Regions from separate parts of the Mus musculus genome. Here region 2 is linked to region 1. Evidence: chromatin contacts called from public HiChIP or PLAC-seq data. All regions are on one chromosome and are shown on one strand. The core of a region is the stretch at or near the end of the contact, and the rest is flanking DNA. Distances in the headings are between cores, read along the strand shown. Region 1 has its middle 530 kb from the start of Gm35380. Region 2 holds the start of Nkx3-2 (NK3 homeobox 2).

What was found. HiChIP or PLAC-seq counts read pairs in DNA pulled down with a chosen protein or histone mark.
Region 2: an H3K4me3 HiChIP or PLAC-seq map of embryonic limb bud shows a contact between it and region 1, with 8 times the contacts expected there. The contact joins the promoter of Nkx3-2 here to the enhancer-like site in region 1. A contact is called at or near these places in 11 of 39 promoter capture datasets (the C10 cell line, HPC-7-derived erythroid cells, cranial neural crest and 7 more), 3 of 484 Hi-C or Micro-C datasets (the HL-1 cell line and embryonic stem cells) and 12 of 115 datasets of contacts at active chromatin or transcription factors (craniofacial prominence, embryonic basal ganglia, embryonic forebrain and 8 more).

The regions. Positions count from the first base shown.
Region 1 is chr5:41,086,634-41,091,841 of GRCm38.p6, forward strand. No RefSeq gene overlaps it. Among named protein-coding and RNA genes, the nearest start is that of Gm35380, 530 kb to the right of the region's middle. Within about 2 kb of position 1,333, at least 4 of the 459 cell types and tissues checked have an H3K27ac peak or open chromatin away from gene starts, as enhancers often do. A contact at or near this core is called in embryonic limb bud and neural tube, where this site is marked.
Region 2 is chr5:41,761,015-41,766,450 of GRCm38.p6, forward strand. It overlaps Nkx3-2 (NK3 homeobox 2), which reads right to left and starts at 3,206. Exons shown (of 2, transcript NM_007524.3): 1 at 2,465-3,206; 2 at 469-1,163. The coding sequence starts at 2,930. The coding sequence ends at 628. Gm46910 (a long non-coding RNA gene) reads left to right here and starts at 1,621. Exons shown (of 2, transcript XR_001784850.2): 1 at 1,621-1,989; 2 at 3,810-4,071.

The sequences.
Region 1 (5,208 bases), core at 83-2,582:
GACCATAGTTATGTTAGTCAGCATCTTGCATCTGTAATTGCATGAGATATTTAACTTTTAAATAAAGAAGACCATTTTGTGTATATCTTTATTTTAGTCCAAGTATGATTTTTCCTGTTGGTCATGTTCCATGTGAGGAGGCTTATCACAGCAGAAGAATATGAGGCAGAGAAGAAAGAGTCACCTTATGGACATGAAACAAGAAAGAATGTGAGGGGTGTCCATGGTCTCATCATGGTCCATGAGGTGAAGACCTTCTGTTAGAGACCAACTTACAGGTTTAACCAAATGCTCTCTAAAAACATTTACCTTTGGGAGCCACACATGCTCTAATTTATAGCCTGGAGACATAGCTCAATTTAGAACACTTATCTCACATATTTAAGATACTGAGTTAAATCTCCCATACTGAAAAGAAAAAGTATACAATCAATCACTGGATTCAGTTGTCATTATCCATTATAACCTTAAGGTACATTGGTTACAAGGACCAAAATTCTGTTTCTGAGAAAACTCACATCCATTAATACTGAGTAGTTATTATTGTAGTATAAATAGACCCACTTAATGTATAATATCTAAAAACAAAATGGGTACAATGGTAGATGTACTAATAAAAAGAGACTCAGAGAATAAATGAGACATTGTCTTTCAGCCTAAATCATCTCAGCAGAGGAAATACATGTTTATCTATGTAGAAACTTGAGACCAGTGCAGACACAGGAATTCTAATGAAGGGGAAGCACTTTAACATTAGTTTCTTCACAGCATGGGGACACTGAGCATGCAAATAACTCAGCATGTATTGAAGATTAAAAAAAAAAAACTCCTTTGATGAATCTTATGCTAGAAAGATAAGCAGCCATCTGCCAAAAGACAGTATGCATAGTTGAAGAATATTTTTGGCAGATGAACCACAGTGGGCAAAGGTATAGGGTTGTATGAAGACAAGGAATCTCTATCAATTGTCAACGATAGCAAACTCAGGTGGACCTGCAATTACTCCAAATTCCATTTTCCTCCAAGTTCGCTTCTGTAGAGACGGAAAGTGTGAGTGGAAACCATGGCCCTGAGTGTTTATTTTCTGATTAGGTATCTCCTTACCTGTTGTTTCTTTATTGATCCCCAAAGGCCTTAGGGTTTACTGAAATGCACAAGGTAGAAGCAATGATTAATGCGTCCCAGACCAAGGCGCTCACGGTGAGGATGCCTGCCTCCTCACAGAGATGCCATTGTTTCTGTAGAAGACTGTGCCTCGCCCTCTCACACCCCAGCCAGGGCTTCCCTAAGCAGAGTGTTTATGTGTTGAGTGCAACACTCCATGGACTCCAGGGTCTAATGGGGTGTGAGAGGGAACCTGGGGTTTTTCATCTTGTTCTCAGCTGTACAAACACCCTACACCTTCCCCATCTACTCAGGGTCTAGGCTCAAGCCTGCTAATATCCCAGGCTGTAAGTCGTCAGCAGGGACTCCACAAGTGAAAAAGGGGACCCAGTGCCTCCCAGTCTAATGCCAAACACATTCACAGTGTTTATTTTCTTAGCTCCCACCTATGCTCTCAGATAAATGTGTGGATGCTGGCTGATACTTTAAGGACTCTCCAGTTGCTTTATTCAAAGGGAGCAGACTGAGTCCAGAACTGTCCATTCAAGTGGAATCTGTGTACACACACACACACATGGAGAGAGAGAGAGAGAGAGAGAGAGAGAGAGAGAGAGAGAGAGAGAGAGAGAGAGAGAGAGAGAGAGAGAGAATTTCATCAAGACTATCACAATGCAGGATTGTTTATCTTTACTTGTCAAAGATTTTTTTTTCATTCTATTTCGTGGTTATTGTTCAGCTTTATTTTTTTCAATAAGTAAATTGCTTTAGGACTTCTTTGTATTGATTTAAAATTCTCTTTTCCTGGAACAAAAGTAGATTAAGTAGAAAAGAGACACAGTGAAAATAAATGAGCATATGTATGTGGTACTCCACTCAGGTGTTTATCCACTGTGAAGTGCACTGACAATTGTGTCCCACTTAATTCCCATGTCATTGGAAGTAAGTGTTACTATTCTCTTGTCACAGATGAATCACACACACACAAACACACACACACACACACACACACACACACACACACGAGAAAGATATTATGCTTTTTTCTTTGTTCTTTTTGCCCTGAAGCCTCTTCTTTCTCTTTCTCTCCTTTCTTTCTTTCTTTCTTTCTTTCTTTCTTTCTTTCTTTCTTTCTTTCTTTCTTTCTTTCTTTCTCTCTCTCTCTCTCTCTCTTTCCTTTCTCTTAACTAAGCTGCTTTATTACAAGTATTTATAAAAAGGAAAATGAAAAAAGAAGAAAAGAAAAGAAAGAAAAGAGAAGAGAAGAGAGAAAAGGAGAAGAGAGAAAGATAGTTTGAAAATCTTCCAATATTGCATGCACATACATTCTCAGTAGACCTCCCTTCCACTGATATGATTGTTAAGCAACAAAATAGTCAGCTTCTCCTATACTATATTACTAAATTGTATTTTTACTTCATTGTCTAATATTCTAAGCCCTGTGTTATAAACTACATTTGCTGAACTGCCCAACTTTTGGTTAAGGTTTACACTAGTTGATTTATAATTTAGGTATAGTGTCCCTTAGGACAATAATGTCTTTTGAATTCTTATTACCAAGCCCCCTCCTAACAAAACATTCATCTCCTGTCTGTATCTCTGAAATTGAACATTGGCTAACACGGAAATGTGTATGTAGTGACAATGCCTTTGCAACTTTTGCACAGATGATTTTCAGTTTGGGGGTCTTAGCTGAAATGCAGAGTTGAGCAATCCTGTTGTTTCACTATTTTCTTTCCTAATATACGTTTTGGTAGAGAGTGCTTTTCCTGTCAATGTTGGACACATCAGCTACACAATGGGCTTGATGTCCATGTGTGCCTGTCTGTGCTTTAAAAGAGTAATTGAGAAAATTATCCTAACAACAGCAAGTGTTGCAACAATTCTTTCAGTCCCAGAATATAGGTCTCACCCTAGATTTGATACAGCACATGGGGTCAAATCTTAGATGCAAAAAGCAGACAGCCCTGAGATCAAATCTTAATTCTGTCATTTCCCAAATTTGCAATTTTGTGCAATTCATAATGTGTGCTATGATTTTCTCATCTGTAAGATGGAGATGATAATGGTTCTGCTGTGGCCATGTTACTGTGATTTTTAACTAAGAAAGTACATGCAACTGCTTAGCTGGTTCCTGCCAAGTACAAACCCCTTGGCAGCAATAACTGCTATTAATGTGAACATGACACCTATTATTCCATGGATAATTCAAGCTATGTTCGAGGATGTTTTTGTATAGAATGATGATTCTTCTTCTCTATGAAAAAATAATTTAATGACAAAAGTTTTCCTGGAAAAACTATTCATTCCAAAAACAATTTAGCTAGTGTGTGGCATTATCCCCATAACTTTGAGAGAATCAGAGAGAGGGGGTAATCACTGCAGACCCGCTGATGACACCGTAAGGTTCAAAGAGATAGCCAGGAAAATGGATTTTTTAGTGAAAGTACTAGCCACAAGACCATGACTCAGGTAGAAATCCCTGAAACATATGCAATCCCTAACAGCTGTAGAAAGTCAGGTATGTTTGTGCACATCTGTAATCCTAGATGATGGGAAAGAGAGGCAGGAAAATCACCCAGAATCCTTCAGGCTAACTAGACTGCAGTATGAAGCTGAGCAACACAGAAGGTGAGAACTGACCTGAAAAGTTGTTCTCTGACTTCAACAAACATGCCACACTCACATCTGCATACACACACACACACACACACACACACACACACACACACAGGGGAGGGAGAGGGAGGGAGGGAGGGAGGGAGGGAGGGAGGGAGGGAGGGAGGGAGGGAGGGAGGGAAGGAGGGAGAGGAGGGAATTAATTGTATTTTAAAAGCAACCAAGTGGGTAGAAAAACAAATTTAAAACAAACCATGTGTTCATTTGTCATAAACAGATTGTCTATTTTATTCTCAATTATATAGTAGAATGTGACAATGTGTAAATTTAATTGCTTCAACATATGGTAATCGTTTTTGTCTTCACTCTAGGAAAGTCATGTTTGACACCAGGAGAAGGAGACATTAAGCTGAACTCTGACCAACGACAGGGAGATAAGCCACACACATACCTAAACCCAGCAAAATGTGCTTTTGAGTTTCAACAAGAAATCCTCTGTCAAAATGCTACTTCCCCATGTCTGTTCCACAGTGGATTATTCTGAACCCCACTCTTCAAAACTTCATACATGCACTAAAATGAAGTCCTCCAGAGAAGACAGAAAGAGAACATAGGAAGACAAGCTCTCTGGTTGTTACAAACTGAATCCAGTTTTCACCCATTTACAAGTCACCAATGAAGAAAGCCAGCACACCTGACCGTTAGCAGGTATAATTACTATGCTCAAACTGGAGCTAATGCTAACACTGATGACATAATTATTTACTTCCTCAAACTCAAAACGTGTCCTACCTCTTATTTCTAGTCACTTAACTCTTGTATTTTCAACCTGTTGACAGTCATTTTAACTTATTGCCTAAAGCCTCTCAAAGGATGTGTCTTCTTTTCCCTACATGTAATTATACATCACATCATAAGATATGAAAGGCTTCCAAGAGTCCATATTCTCAGAAAAAATGAAGGATGCTTTCCATTCTCTCCCTTCTTACTCTCTGATTACTATTGGATTGTATTTCTGTCCTATGTGAGTAACAGTCTTAGAGGTTCCACTTTCCTCTTGCATTGATGAGGTACTCCAAGGTACCGCATGATGCTGTCCACATAGATATCAGCTTTATCCTCAGGCATTTCACTTCCTCCAAAAAAACCCCATACATATTACCAGCCACTGTCATGCTTTTCCTCTGTATACTCAAGAGAGTGCATTTATTAACTCATGGATTTGTTTATTCTGAGCTCTTTACAAATGGAATCTCATAATGCATAGGTTTTTGTAGCTGAACTTTATTATGATGTTTTCAAGGTTTATATATATATAATATATATATTAATATGGACTAATATATCATCTTTCACATGACCAAATAATGTCCCATTCTAAAGACATAGCATACCCTATTTGACAAATTATGGAAAAAAAATTTAACCAATTGTCAATTTTTTTCAAAGAGGCTGAATTCTTTTCTTGCTTTTGCTTTTATTTCATAA
Region 2 (5,436 bases), core at 1,956-4,455, 680 kb after region 1:
CCCGCACTGAAAGGCTCCCATTCTTACATTCAGCGTCCAGGAGGGCGCCCCGCAAGGGGTGGAGTGAAGGTTCCCCCAAATCAAACCCTTGGAGGTTCAATTCAACTCCTGGCCTGGGGCTGAAAGGATTCTGCACTCCTTTGTCACAAATGTAATTTTCAAACATTAAAGATACGTAGATACAGATCGGTAGCATGGATACCATGAACTAGTGTGGCCTAGCGCCAGAAGCGCCTGGCCGACCCGAGATTCCGAGGATTCAGGCTACCGGGGGTCTCCAGGAGTCCTCTCTACTCTGGGCAAACACCAACCCCTGGCAGACAGAATCCAAATCCAACGTTGTTGTGAATAATAAATAGCGTCCCGAGGCTTGAGGATCGGTGGCCCGGTGTGCAGAGCTCCTGGGGTCATAGGGCGCAGCTGTTCAAATGACAATAAGGCGCCCTCTGAGGGCAGACTCAGTTCCAGGGCCCTGTCACCCTGGATAGGTGTGTCAAGTCCCAGCAGGATTTCATTCCCCACCTGCCTCATCCCCAGTTGAGCAGAACTCGCCTGCACAGAGTACACCTGTCCGTGGCGGTGCATACGGGGGACGCAGGAATCCTTCTTTGCCTCGTCCCAAGGGCTTCACTGGGTACCAGCAGCGGCCGCGCACGTGGACAGCGCCCAGCCCGGGAGACAGTAGTAAGGGTAGTAGTAGGAGGGCTGCAGTGGCAGAAGGGAAGGTGGCCTCAGCACCTCTCCGGGCAAATACTGTCTTTGGTCGTCACGCACCAGCACCTTTACGGCCACTTTCTTGGCGGCGGGTGCAGAGGCGAGCAGGTCGGCGGCCATCTGCCGGCGTTTGGTCTTGTAGCGACGGTTCTGAAACCAGATCTTCACTTGCGTCTCTGTGAGCTTCAGCGAAGCTGCCAGGTCTGCGCGCTCCGGCCCGGACAGGTAGCGCTGATGGTTAAAGCGGCGCTCCAGCTCGAAGACCTGGGCGTGCGAGAAGGCGGCCCGGGAGCGCTTCTTTCGCGGTTTAGGGGCTGCGGGCTCTTCCTCCTCCTCCACGCCGCCCGCCTGCCCGCCGCTAGCCCCGCTGCCCGCGGCGCCGCGCAACCCAGGCACGCGTGCACCTCCAGGGCTAACGCTGTCATCCTCGCCTCTCGGGCTGTGGTCGCCTGCGGATTCCGGTAGGAACAAAAAGCAAAGAACCTGTCAGACTCGCAGAGGGGAAGATGGGTCTCGGTTGCTGTGGTTTCTTGCGGAAGATTGGCAAGGGAACCCACTTTGAGCCTACTGAAAGGGGAGGAGAAGTTCCAGAGGGTTCTGTTTCAGAACTCTGTCCTCCACGCTTCTCACATAATGTATCTTTTCTGCTGCTTGCTAGAGCAGTAGGGGAACAGCTCTTCCCGAGTTTTCCAGGCCCCAGATTTCCTGCAGGAATGTAGGATACTTGGCCTGAACATATCCACAAGTTTTGTTCTGTACTTAGCCCTGAATCGTGGCTTTCTACACTGAATTTCTGTTTCGAGTTGTACAGCACACCTTTGCACACCCACACCCACACATCCGTTGACTACAGGAAAGAGGAAGGTGGTGGTGGGGAAGGGTGCAGATCTTGAGGTCAGAGGTATAGAGAGTCTTCCGTCCTAAGAACCCAGAACTGTCAGGATACGGCAACAGGGAACAACGCGAGGCCCCAGTACACTTGCCTCCCTGTTCTTTGCATGAAAATAAAGGGAAGCCGGGTGCAGACAGTGAAGACCCTGATCTGAACCCCGTTTCCCAGCCTTTTCTGTGCTTCCTGCAGCACCGCCTGCAAAAGAAGTCAGCGCTCTGGCCGGCTCGAAGCCTATGCGAGGCCTACAGCAGACTGTACCCAATAGAAGCCAGCAGCCGGCCTTTCAGACTAAGAAATATACCCGTGAGTGGATACAGAGTCTTGACGATCCAGCGCCTCCCAGACCACCTCAACCACACTTCCCCACCATCTCCCGCCTTCAGGTAACTGCTACTTTTGTTTCTAGCTCCCTAGGTACTCAGCCAAAGGCTGTTTTGCCAGTCCTGGGGTAAGGGAAGTTAAACGCGCCCTTTCCCAAGGCTCCCCACTCCTACGCTGTGACAGGATCTGCAGTCGTTGGCATGGCTGTGTCAGGGATCTACCTCATAGATTTTTGGTCCCCCTTTCCTAAATCTAGAGATTTTAAATGGGCACAGCTGAGGCACTGCAGATGAACTCAAAGTTCTTGGTGCAGAGCGCAGGCCACATAGTACCAGGACACCCGGCTCTAAGAAGCTCACTTGCTTCAGGTTTGGGGCAGCGCGCGCCAACGCGAAGAACTTGGAGACTTCGCTAGCACTAAGCCCGGCAGGGCGTCGTGTTCCCACAGTAGGCCCACCCCGCCTCAGAGTGCTTGACCTCTTAACCCACCCCCTTCAGCCCAGCCCCCTTCCTGGAGAACCCCCCGCAGCAGCAGACCTGAAACGCTGGCTGACATCTCGCTGTCGCTGCGGACCGGGGCTTCCTCCTCCAGGTCCTTGGCGGCGTGCAGCTCGCAGCCTGGCTGGTCCAGGCCCAGGGTCACCCTGGCGCGGCCGGTTCCACTGGCTCCCGGGACATCGGCGCAGCGCCTCCTGCCCTCGTTCTCTTCGCTCAGGGCTGAGTCTGAGTCCCAACCTCCCGGACTCTCTGCGCTCTGCCCCACGGCTGTTCTGGTTCGGGCGGGAGATGCCAGAAGAGAGTCCTCGGCGCCCCCCAGCGCACCGGCCTCGGTCTCCCCGAAGATCCGCCAGCAGCAGACGGCGGGCGCCGCGGTCACCGCCACCTCTGTGCCCCCTGGTGCCGGGCGCCCCTCCGGCGTAGCCAACCCGCCGCGCTCCTCTTTCTTGTTGAGGATCGCCTGGATGGAGAAGGGCGTCAAGGTGCCGCTGCCGCGCACAGCCATCTGCGCCGCAGATCGGAGCCGGCAGCCAGGAGGGCAACTGGGGCGCGGGGACAGCTTCGAGCCTGACACGGAGCTCTGGGCGACCTCAGCGCGAGTGAGAGGGGCGCGCCAGGCCCCCGCAACCCACTCCTGCGCAGCACAGCAGCCCCCGCCCCCCTCAGTTCCAGGATCCGCGCCGACCCTCACCCCACCTCACAGGCCCACCTCGCCAGGACCCCCTCCCCTGGAATCCAGCGCCAGATGCTCTTCTCCTACAGCCCGGCCGATTATCTCTTCGCCCGTGGCCCTCTGGGGACCGGCCCGGGTCTGTCCTCTGGGGAGAGGCCGGCGAGAATTGTCAAGGGTCCTCTCCGCGTCTGCAGTCGCCTCCGGAGCGCCGCCGAGGCGCACCGCCCAAAGTCACTTTTTCTGTGCGCCTCTGTCTTCCCGGCCTGTAGGGCTTCGCTCCTGGCGGGTCCTCCCTCTTCCCCTCTGGGCTGGCTTTTCCGGAGCCTACTCCTCTGGCGCCCGCAGTGACAGCTGAGGCCCCTAAAATCGGAGAAGAGCGGGGACACCTTTTACCCTCTGCCGGGGTTTTATCTGTTTCTTCTCTTTGCTTCTGCGTTCCACTGTACCCCCCCCCCCCTCCCATCAGAGTGTCATTCCTCACCGCTGAGTGACAGCATCGGGCCACGCCCCTTCACTAGCTGTCCTGGGCTCTCCCGGCAGTGGATTGGCTGGTTCCAACTGGAGGCCGTTGACTTTAAGAGACTCTAGTCCACCAGTTGAGTAGCAAAAGACAGGGTCTGATTTAACCCCTTCCCTCCTAAACCTGGTTCTCAGTAGCATCCTTCAGCATCGAGGAGAACCATCATCCCGAAACTTTGTTTCTGATTTCAGTTCCGATAACCATCGACTCTAGCGCTTTTCTGGAACACCAGTATGAACCCCAGCTCAAAATTTCGGCGAAAACTCAACAGAAAGCATCTCCAGATGTGACGTATAGTTTCTGTTCTCTAGGAAGGAGCCCAGAGTCGAAGAACAAAATTCATCTTTTTTTTTCCTTCCACTCTTAAAGTTTCTCAGCTGTTTCTCTGCTAATGCTCTTTACTGAAGTAATCTGATAATTAAAATCACTCTACTAAGTACTCCTATCATTTTACGTTTGATTGGATTGGATTTCTGTAGACGACTTAAAAAGCTAGGTTGAAAAATATTAGTTAAGCACCAAGTGGGGCGAGGAATTGGAAAGCATTTGGGTAGAGAATTTTTGGAGCTGGGTATTCGTCTCCTTGGGCAATCAACTCTGAATTTAATTGGATTTGTTCAATTTGTTTTACATCAAGAAGAAAACATAAAAATGCTTTTAATTTGTTCTTTAAATATTCTGTTTCTTGTGAGTTGAGAAGGAGTAGATAAGTTTGAAAGAGACTAGCTGGGAGTTACACAATAGTGAGATCCAGAACTGAGATTTAATGCCCTTAAAAATAAGAACCAAGTTATTTTACTCACTAGAAGGAAGTAAATACAAAATATAAACATTGTGGTTATGTCAAAACATATGTTGCCTATTTACTAAACATCTTTTTAATGACAAGTTTGTTCAAGTGACAAATCTTACTGACTGCTCCACAAATGTGACCCGAGGCTTGGTCCAATACACAAGCTTGAACCTCTGAACACATTTAAATAGTTGTGATGTTAATTTCAGAAGCTGAGGAGGCCACTTCATTGGTGTCATTAAAATAGGGAAGGCCTCCTGCAGCTGCTTCCCAGAGCTGATCCGCACTGCGGGGGAGAAATCGTTACCCAGTCAAAGTCGTCCGCCTCGCCTCGGGAGGAAGGTTAGAAACTTGTAGACTTCGTGGCTTGCAGTTGCCTGTTTTCCTGCCCTATGAAGATGCTGCAGGGTCCCTTGGGGTAAGGGATGGGCCTCTCTTGAAGGGGCTACAACTCTTCATAGTTCTTCACAATTGTGTAAGTTTTGAGGGAAAGATTTAAATTCGTTGTTAGTAGCTGGCAACTATAACAGCCAAGGGACTAACTTCTGGCTAGGACAAGGATCCAATGAAATGCTTAAGAGGTTTCAAAATGAGGCTCTCCACTCCCCCTTCAACATTTTCATGCTTTTATTAAAATCGATTTTCTCTTCTCTGCATCCCATGCTGGGTGTTGAGAATGTGTATAGCTATCTTGACTTAGGGGCTAGTGGAGGACGAGGGACAAAGCTTGATAGAAAAATGAGGTTACTCAGGTGCAGAGCATGTGTGTGATGGCCTGTGGACATGGGGCTCTCTCGGTGGGGACAAGAACCAGTGAGCTCTGGACATGCTGATGGACAAGAATATCCAAGAGTGTAATACCTGAGCGCTAGGGTTAGGTTTGGGTATCCATATGCTTATTTGAAGTAATGATTACTACTTATTTGGCAGAAATAACCGGTTTTGTTTTGTTTTGTTGTCTTTTTTATCTCAAATCACAAGTTGACAAGAGGTAAGTGGCAGACATTTTTGAAGCTCGGAAAACC